Regions from separate parts of the Sus scrofa genome. Here regions 1 and 2 are each linked to region 3. Evidence: chromatin contacts called from public HiChIP or PLAC-seq data. All regions are on one chromosome and are shown on one strand. The core of a region is the stretch at or near the end of the contact, and the rest is flanking DNA. Distances in the headings are between cores, read along the strand shown. Region 1 holds the start of PRKAR1A (protein kinase cAMP-dependent type I regulatory subunit alpha). Region 2 overlaps RGS9 (regulator of G-protein signaling 9). Region 3 holds the start of AMZ2 (archaelysin family metallopeptidase 2).

Evidence for each region. HiChIP or PLAC-seq counts read pairs in DNA pulled down with a chosen protein or histone mark.
Region 1: a contact with region 3 is called in an H3K27ac HiChIP or PLAC-seq map of alveolar macrophages. The contact joins the promoter of PRKAR1A here to the promoter of AMZ2 in region 3. A contact is called at or near these places in 1 of 5 promoter capture datasets (fetal skeletal muscle), 2 of 47 Hi-C or Micro-C datasets (liver and skeletal muscle) and 1 of 2 datasets of contacts at active chromatin or transcription factors (alveolar macrophages).
Region 2: an H3K27ac HiChIP or PLAC-seq map of alveolar macrophages shows a contact between it and region 3. The contact joins the enhancer-like site here to the promoter of AMZ2 in region 3. A contact is called at or near these places in 2 of 5 promoter capture datasets (fetal skeletal muscle and skeletal muscle), 10 of 47 Hi-C or Micro-C datasets (embryonic fibroblasts, fetal heart ventricle, fetal skeletal muscle and 4 more) and 1 of 2 datasets of contacts at active chromatin or transcription factors (alveolar macrophages).

What each region holds. Positions count from the first base shown.
Region 1 is chr12:11,679,159-11,682,301 of Sscrofa11.1, reverse strand. It overlaps PRKAR1A (protein kinase cAMP-dependent type I regulatory subunit alpha), which reads left to right and starts at 1,593. Exons shown (of 11, transcript NM_214026.1): 1 at 1,593-1,660.
Region 2 is chr12:12,049,748-12,052,903 of Sscrofa11.1, reverse strand. All of the region lies in intron 9 of RGS9 (regulator of G-protein signaling 9), which reads right to left. Among named protein-coding and RNA genes, the nearest start is that of RGS9, 36 kb to the right of the region's middle. Within about 2 kb of position 1,818, at least 31 of the 83 cell types and tissues checked have an H3K27ac peak or open chromatin away from gene starts, as enhancers often do. A contact at or near this core is called in alveolar macrophages, retroperitoneal adipose tissue and subcutaneous adipose tissue, where this site is marked.
Region 3 is chr12:11,893,593-11,896,485 of Sscrofa11.1, reverse strand. It overlaps AMZ2 (archaelysin family metallopeptidase 2), which reads left to right and starts at 1,475. Exons shown (of 9, transcript NM_001243604.1): 1 at 1,475-1,519; 2 at 1,979-2,071; 3 at 2,372-2,461.

The sequences.
Region 1 (3,143 bases), core at 344-2,843, 210 kb after region 3:
CAGAAAGCAGAGGATAACCACAACTAAATAAAAGAGATACTCTGCTAAGCAGGAGCCCTGTCATGCTGGTAGCTGGAGGGAAGAAGTCGGCCTGCTAAGACTGTGATGTCGAACAGAAATACTGATATGAGCCACATAGGTAATTAAAATTTTCCTAATAGCTACGTTAAAAATGTTAAAAAAGGCGAAATTAACTCTAAAATATTTCATAATAATGTATCCAAAATTATTATGATTTTGACCTGGAATCAGTATACAAATTATTAATGAGATATTTATGAGAGGTTTTTTTTGGGGGGGTATTGTGTTAAACCCATGGTATATTTTATACATACATCCTAGAGTATATAACCCGAGTACAACAGGTACCAGCCAGACACGAGGATACATGTGTTCCAAGGGCCTCCTTTATTCATCTGGCGATTTTATATGTCTGAAACTGTCCCCTGCACCCCCTTTATCCACGGACAGATTCAGTGATGGAAAAAAAAATGGCCGAAGCAGCAAAGAAGCCGTTCCCCCACTTCTTCCTCCTTCATCCCTGATTAATGCAGTTTTTGCGGGCAGTTGAGATTTCTTGTGTGGTCATGGAGGGTTTGTGCCCATCTGCACTTTTGTACTTCTCACCGTGCGGGGTCAGGTGCGAGGATGGGGGGCATTTCAGGTTCTAGAAAGACTCAGGCCTCTCTTGGACCTTGACAAAGTCCTTTCCAGCATTTTGTGCCCATGGGGCCTGGGTGGCCTCCACTGACGACAGCACCCCGGGAGGGGAGAGCAGTCCTATCTGCCAAGCAGACAGTTGGCGGGGCTCAGATTTCCTGGACCGGATGGCGGGCCGGAGGCCGGAGGCCCGCGCGGTGCTGGCGGAGCACAGGATGCGCGGCGGGGCGTGCGCATCTCGGCATCCGCCCGCGTTTGGCCAGTGGCGCAGCTGCTGCGGATCCGCCGGGGGCGGCCACCTCCTCCTGGGCCTGGAAACGGCTGGAATCTCCCCTCCCCCGCCCAACGTCCCCCTCCGGCAGGGGCCACTGGGCGGAGTCGCCCACCTGTCATCCGAGACTCCCTAAGTGGGCTGGCCTGGGTGGGGGAAGGGGGTTGAGGGGAGGGAGAAAAGGCCGAGGCGGCGAGGGAGGTAGGAGTGAGGGTGGGAGGAGAAGAGAGAAGAGGAGGAGGAGAGGGGAGCTCCCGATAGTCGCTCAGAGAAGGAGCGAAGAGCAGAAGAATAAAGGGGACCTGAGGCGTCCAGAGAGGAACAGGTAAGGGGCGGCAGGTGAACAGAGGAGGAGAGCCCCAGGCTAGAGAGAGTGGGGGAGAGACAAAAGGCAAGCGTGGGGAAAGGGTGCAGATGAGGGACGATGTAAGACAAAAAAGCAGAAAAGGAACGCTCCTAGAGAGGAGAGGCGAGGGTCCTTCAAGGAGCGGCGGGGGCGGACGGGGCCCCGCTGCACCTTTAAGGTTGCCAAGGCAACGGCTCTGGCCAGAGCGAGGCGCATTGACGTCAGCAGCCGGGCGTTGATTGGCTGTGGCTAGCCGTTTCCGGTGGAGTCGCCGCGGAGCCGCTATCGCTGTGTGCAGCCGGGCTGGGAGGGAAACGCTGAGGGAGCTCAGCAAGCCGTCACCTCACACCGGTAATCCCGTGCCCGCCGCCGTCTGTCCCCAGGTGAGTGGGGTCGGCGGAGGGCCTCAGTGCGGCCAGCTTCGCCGCCCCGCCGCCCGTTTGGGGGCGCTGGACCGATCCAAGATGGCGTCACGGGGAGCGACCTGCAGGGGGACGGCCGCACCCCCTGCCCCTCCCCGGCGGGCGCCTCCCCGCAGGCCTCGCGCCCGGGGCCGCGCCCCCGGCCGGGAGTCTGCACCTCCAAGGCCTCCCGGGCGTCTGCTCCGGAGCAGGGCTTCCCAGCCACCCTGCTCCCGCTCACTCCCCCACTCCGCGGCCTTCGGGCCCCCGGGCCTCGGCGGCCATCGCGCCCCCGCCGCCTCCGCCCCCGCGCGCCGCGGCCTTCGCGCTCGCCCTCCCCCATTTCCTGAAGGACAACGGCTTGATTTCCCCGGAATCCGCCGTCGTCCCCCCCCCGCCCCCGCGCGTCCCCTCCACCGTTTCTGGCCTGTCTTGAGACTAGGCAGCTCTTGTTTTCCTCTTCCCCGTTCTCTTCCTTGTCATCTCCCGCAATCGCTTTTCCTCTCCTTTCTGAGATTACCGCCCCCACGATGATGCTGGCCTGGCTCCTGAATTTCCTTTTGTCCCCTTTCACCTCCCTCCCTTTCCCGATTCCCCCCCGTCGCTCCCCCCCCCCCCCCGAGATCTCCTTGCCACCACTGTGGCCTTCCGACTAGCGTAGGATGAAGGGTCGGCCTCTTCATTTTGTGGCCATGACTGTGGCATAAGAGAAGGGCACTTTTCCTGTCCTTCCTCTCGAAAAATATGCGGTACCTATTAACCCCTCCAGCTCAGTGCAGACGCGATGCCAAAAGACTTAACTACTTGAGAGGTTCCTAGGAGGTTGGTGTTTTTCTCAGAGGAAGGAAAGCTAACACTCCCTCGGGATGACCCCAAGGAGGTGTTCCTGGCTGGTCTGAGGGTCTGCGGTCTGAATCAGCAAGTTTCTCAGAGCGTTATCAATATTTCCTCGCACGTAATCGTTTTGAAGCTGCGTTTTATCACAACCGAATTTTGAAAAGAAAGAATCTGAGTGTGTTCTGATTTGTAGAGACGATGCAGTGCACGTTTTAAAGCAGTGCAATAATTGGATGGCGAGGGAAGCTAAAGCTAAATTGTTAGGCTCTTAAAATTAAGTACAAGTACAGAATTAATGTAGGTTGTATTCAATTAAAAGTATTAAGACCATAAATTATGGATATTCAGGGCTTCACACGGAGACGGCATAAATCCTGGGACATTTTTGTTAATATGTGATCTTATTTCCAATGTCGTCTTTTTGGTCTTTTTAATACATTGCGAACAAAAAACCCATTTCACCTCTTAGACCCAGTTCTCTCATTTCTACTACAGACTTGATCTGAGTGATTTGTCTGGTTAAATGAATACATGAATACATGTATTGATATTCCTGAAACATGCCTGAATGTTTTGAAGCATAAAAAGATGTGATTTATCATTGTTCTTGGGGGTTTTCAGTATTTTT
Region 2 (3,156 bases), core at 569-3,068, 160 kb before region 3:
ATGCCGCGGGAGCGGCCCAAGAAATAGCAACAACAACAACAACAAAAGACAGAAAGACAAAAAAAAAAAAAAAAAAAGAGGAGATCTTAACTGTTGTTGCCACAAAACTTAAATTACGTGGGGAGAGGGTTAGCTAATTGTATTAGTGGCGATCATTGGGGGATATATGCCAGCATCTGATCCTACACTGTGCACCTTGAACTTGCCTATGCCGTATGCCCATAATATCTCCACAAAGCTCAGCGGGGGAAACACTACTGAGGGCAAAGGCTGCAATTGCCCTGGGCCTGTGCCCAGCGGGCGGCTCCATAGACACCCTCCTTCCAAGCGCCCAGGCCCCCAGACGAAAATTCCTGTGGACCAGTGCTCTCCAACTAGGGGGATCCTAAGCGGACAAACAGCCTCTCAGTCTGTCGCACCTGCTCTGGGCTCCACGGGGCGCTGTCCTTGCAAACCAGCCGCCCGCACACTCACTGCAGGTCTGTCTGGTGTGGTCTGACTTTGACCTGAGATGTTTATTTCTGGGGCCATGAACTCAGGCTTCAGGTTTTTTTTACGTTTTATGTTTTATTTCACTTCTTGACTTTATTATCTTTCTAGAGCTCTGAGTTGGTTTTCTGATTTTCAAAATTATCAGCTGCCTTCTGGGAATCAGGCTGCAGCGGATTGGGTTGGGTCTAGGAGCTTGCCCTAGAGCATCCTGGATTGTCCACATGGATTTTAGCATTTATTTCTAGCTTTAAAAATGGCTGTTCATGAGACCTGCTTCCCATAGACTGACAAACAGGGTGTCTCTGTCCTTTTAGGAGTGTGCGTGTATGTGTATCTGGGCAGTGGGGGAGAGGGTTCTGGGCTTTTCTGAAAGACAGAGAGAGAATGTGATGGAGTCAGGGTAGTTTTAGGAAAGAGTATTGAGGAGTTCCTGCTGTGGTACAGTGGGTTAAGAACCCGAGTGCAGGGGCTCGGGTCACTGCAGAGATGTAGGTTCAAATCCCCGGCCTTGCTCAGTGGGTTAAAGGATCCGGAGTTACCAAAGCTGTGGCACAGTCGCAGCTGCAGCTTGAATTCTATCCCTGGCCTGGCCAGGGATCTTCCATATGCCCTGGGCGTGACCAAAAAAAAAAAAAAGTATTTTTTTTTTCTGATTTTGGGGTCAGAAAGGTCAAAATTGTGGTTTTGTCACTTATAGGCCACAGGACTTTGGATGAGTTATTTAGTATCTCAGAGCTTGTGTTTTCTCACTTGTAAAATGAAATAGAAAATGGGGGGACTGAGTGACATAACAGGACCTAAAAGACTGGCATAGAGCAGGGACCCAGTGCACCCTGGCTATGGATGAAGGTTCATATGCTGCTGAGAAGATGCTTCAGCCCAGTTGCAAGAAAAAATACAGGATGCCTGTGCAACACTGGGGACATATTCATACCAACAAGATTGATTCCCTGTTATCTGAAATTTAAATTTAACAGGGCACCCTGTATTGTATTTGTTAGATCTCACAGACCGACTCTTGATAATCTTATTACTCAGCCAAAAGCCCTAAGAAACAGTAAAGCAAAGTTACTAAAAACATGCCCACGCACATTTCTAAGCAACTCGAGGAATGCTGAAATGAGAAAGAAACCTTCCTTTCGCCCTAGCTTTCACGCACAAGCCCCAACTTTCTCAGCGCTTGGCGCTCCTGGAGGAAAGTCACTTCCTTGTCCTTCGCCCCAGTGACACACTTTGCTGCAGAAGGAGCACTCTCCCTAAGGGATCTTCAAATACTCTGCATTCCTGGGATTCTAACTTATTATTTTTCACTTGCAGCGTTGCCCAAATAGGGACACATCCAGCGCTTGTTTGCACAGCTCTGTGGTGACCAGCTGGCCAGCCCTGAGCCCCGGATGCAGGCTGCAGGCAATTGTTACAGGGCACGAGGGGGTCAGGGCTGTGCCCTGTGAGACCCCAGGGGTTACTACGGACAGGAGCGCGGGAGCCCAGGAGAGGAGCAAGGAGGGGCCCTGAGAACGGGTGGCCAGGAACCTCTGCGGATGCGCAGGCAAGGGCCGGGCCAGCCCCAGGGTGAAAGGCAAGGCGGGGAGGACCACGAGGAACTGGGGCTGGGAGCAGAGAGGGGGTCAAAAGCCAGAGACCCGGAAATTGCGTGCTGAGTGGTCAGTGCAGAGAGCTGACAGGAAAAGCGGGGGTTGTGTGGCGGCGGGGGGGGGGGGGGGGGGGGCGGCTGTCCACGGAGACAAGAATTCCGGGCTGTGGTCATCAAAGTAAGTCTCTGTCCTGCCACGTCCTCCTTCCTGATCAGGTGGAGGTGGGACTGACCCCACGGCTTCCAGAGCTCAGGGCAACTTGAAAATGCAGGGCTGCGGGTCCCAAAAGCCGTAGTCAGGGTTTTTTTTAGGACAACAAAGACATAACGCCATGTGTGGGGCCTGCTGGGCATGTGAGGACATGTCCCCTGCCAGGAAATCGAGCACGAGCACGGAGTGCAAGAGCCGAGGACGCGGTCTGGGAGGGGAGGTGTGTAAAGGAGAAGCTAAGGGACCCCTGGCCAGCCCAGCCCGGGCCATCGGCTCCCTCTCTCTGTTTCCGTTTTGTCCCCTGAAACACAGAACTGGGGAGTTCCCATTGTGGCTCAGTGAGTTAAGAACCTGACTAGTATCCATGAGGATGCAGGTTCGATCCCTGGCCTTGATCAATGGGTTAAGGATCCGGCGTTACCATGAGCTACGGTATAGGCCAGTGGCTACAGCTCCGAGTCGACCCCTAGCCTGGGAATGAATGAATGAATAAATAAATAAATACACAAATAAAAATTTTAAATGGAACCGATATGCCTTCTCTTATCAAGCTGCCGTGAGAACTGAGTGACATCCAACAGTTTCCAGAGGCCGAATCAGGGACATTAGGACACACAAGTGGGGTACGGAGCGGGCTCAGGCACCTGCAGCTGAGGTTCAAACCTGGCTTTCCCAGTCCCGAGACGTGTGTCCTGGAGGAGCTGCCTACACCTTCCACCTGCCTCCTCAGCTACGAAACAGAGACGCTGACAACACTGCTGCTGTGGGTCTTCCTCGAGCCCTGACCCTCGGGGCATTGTCCACAGGCCACCCTCTGAGCGCCACCCCAACTCCAGCCACGACTGGTCACAAAGGAGCC
Region 3 (2,893 bases), core at 226-2,725:
CTACATCCATGAGGATGTGGGCTCAATCCCTGGCCCCGATCAGTGGGCTAAGAATCTGGCACAGGCCAGCAGCTGCAGCTCTAATTTGATCTCCAGTCTGGGAACTTTCATATGCCAGAGGTGCAGCCCCGAAAATAAAAGAAAAGAAAAAAAGTGTGTGTGTGTCTTTTCTGAAGAAAGGGAAGGGAAATTAGGATGAAGAAAAACTCGAGTCTGGTAAAATGGCCTGAACTTCAGCAGAACAGAGATTGCTTTGCAGGGGTAGGACAGCGGCTTGGAAATGAAAAACCGAATTTAGGAGTATTTCTGAGTGAAGGTTGGGAGAGAAGTGATGCCCTGGGAAGAAAGCTGGGTGTCCTTTAAGTTGAGATGTTGGAAGAGAATCCATGTAAAAAGGTGGAAGTCTGAGGAATCAGGTTTGAAAGGAATAGGTCTTGCCCAGGGTTCCTCTGCAGGGAGCTGCTGGGATAGGCAGGGTGGTGAGCATGGGATAAACCTGGGGAAGAATGAACTGAGTTGGAGACAAAGGAGGGTGTAGGAGGTGGCTGGGCTTGTTTGGAAGTCAGCTGGAGACCCACATGATCGAGTGGGTCCCCATTCCTTCTCTAGTACTGAGCGTGTCCTAATATCTACACGAATGAGCGCTGGTTGCATGAGGGGGCAGAACAGGAGTGGGTCATGGGAACCCTCAACTTCCCAGGGCTGAAGGGGGGCCTCACGGATCAGAGCTCTCTCTTCTCATCCTCTACAGTGAACCTCGAGACCCAGAGACGTTCAACTGCGTCTCCAAGGCCACAGGGCCAGTTCAGTAGCAAAGCCCGAAGGCGCCCCTTTCTTCTTCCCAACATCTTTTTGGCACACGCATTTTGGCCCTTTCAGCACTCGTGAGAGGCCAAGGGACGCATCCCTGGGTGAAGCGGAAATCCTGCTAGTGCCACGGGTCTCGGACACCGCCTCCGCGCCGCCTGCCACTCGCTGCACCCCCACGCCCCAGTGGCTGCAGAGGCTGCCACCAGATAAAGGGTGACGACAGCTGGGAGCACGCGCCGAGGCTGTGCGTCAGCCTGTGGCCACGGCTGATTTATTTTGGAACCGCCTGGTTGAACTAGTCACGTCGAGGGCGCTTCTCAAACCCACGGCCCGCTGAGCACATTGACAAACCAGCAAATCCCGGGACGCGGCCGCCCCGCCCCAGCATGGTAGGAGACCAGCCCTTTAGAGGCTGGGAGCGGCGCTTCTGCGAGGGCGAGGCCGAAAAGGGCGAGCATGGGGACGGATCTGGGCGCCCCGTCGCCCCCTAGTGACCCTGCTCCGCTCTAGGTCGCGAGAACAGTGGCGGCCACGGGATTGGCTCCCGCGAGACGGGCCCGTGCGGCGGGGCGGGGCGGGGCGCGACGGAACCGAGCGGCGTGTGGTGGGCGGGGCGTCCGTCGAAGGGGCGTGGCGCGGCGCCGCGTGCGGTGAGCGGGCGCGCAGGGCCGCCGCGGGAGGCAGGCGGGCGGTGTCTACGCCTGGAGGGGTGAGGATAGTGCGGGGGAGCCGTCAGAGCCGGGCCGGGCCCTCCTAGCCGGGCATTCTTGCCTGTAGAGGATGGCGACTGTCGCGGTCGGTGGGGAGGGATGAGGATGTGGGAGGAGCAGCCTGCGGCGGAAGCCGGGAGGACAGCGGGGGCGGGGTGTCTCCGGGGAACTAGGCTGGGCCTTCCTTGGGTGGAAAAGGCGAAGCGAGAGTCCCCTTGGGATCCCCACTCCGCCCCCAGCCGTGGTCCGGGTCGCCCTTGCACGGCCGAGCCCAATCTGCGAGTTGCTATAGGCAACTTGCCCCGCTTCACCTGGGACGTGCTGGTTAGAACACGGACAGCTTTACAGGCCTCCATCCCACTGAAGTGACCCCCATCTGCCTCCCCCCCGCCACCCAGAGCAGACCTGGGAGGCCACAGGAGGCCTCCTGACCGTTCACCCTGCCTTTTTACTATCAGGGTGAAGGCCCCCCACACAAGTTTCCCACCAGGCCCCGACATGCCTGTCCTTGTGAGGCAAAAACTTCAATGGGATCCTTCCTCTCCCTAAAGGTATGTAGAAATACAGGAGGGCACATCTTGCTTGCTATTTTGTGCTGTAGAAGTCAGATTTCAGCTCAGTTGTGGAGCAGCGAGGTTTCTCTGCTCCCGGGAGAGCTCTGACAATAGAGATCTTTGTTTTGGAATTTCTTCCTCACTCTGGAACCCCAGAATTCAGATGTCCAGCCAGAACAGCCATTAGGTTAAAATTTCCCATCAGTTGTCTTTCATTAAACTGGAAAAGCCTGGATAGTTATAAAATATAGGTTCCAGTGGATGATATCTGTTTTTTTCCTTTCCTCACTCAAAAAGCCTCGTGGCGGGGCAGCTGGTTCACCCATTCAAACGGAAGGATGAGATCAGTTCATAGGAACATGATGTGAATGGAAGCAGCCTGTCATTGTAAGTCTGGCCTTTGATTAGTCACCTGATGTCTTTCCTGGGGTGACATGACCTTGAGACAGTAAACTTCAACGGGGCTGATCTGTGTTATCAGCCGGCAGGGTTTGCATTAGTTCTCTTTTTGTTTCTTCCTGGACCTCTTTGAGTCACATTAGAAAGGATGAGTACTTTTCATGTGGCTGTAATGAGTCAATTCATAACATTGTTACTCTTCCCCAAATGACAGAAGGAAAGGGGGAATCAGGCCGTGTCTTATGGTTACCACTGGTTGTTATAAGAGGAGCAGGTTCCCTAAGGGATGGAGGAATGAATTTCATGATTTTCTCCTCTCTCTTTCAGAGACCCTCCCCAAGAAATGGGTTAGAAATGGGGAGAGCAAACAGTAGTTGGGTGTGATCACTCCAGGGCATTAGCAATCAATTGATCCGTCAT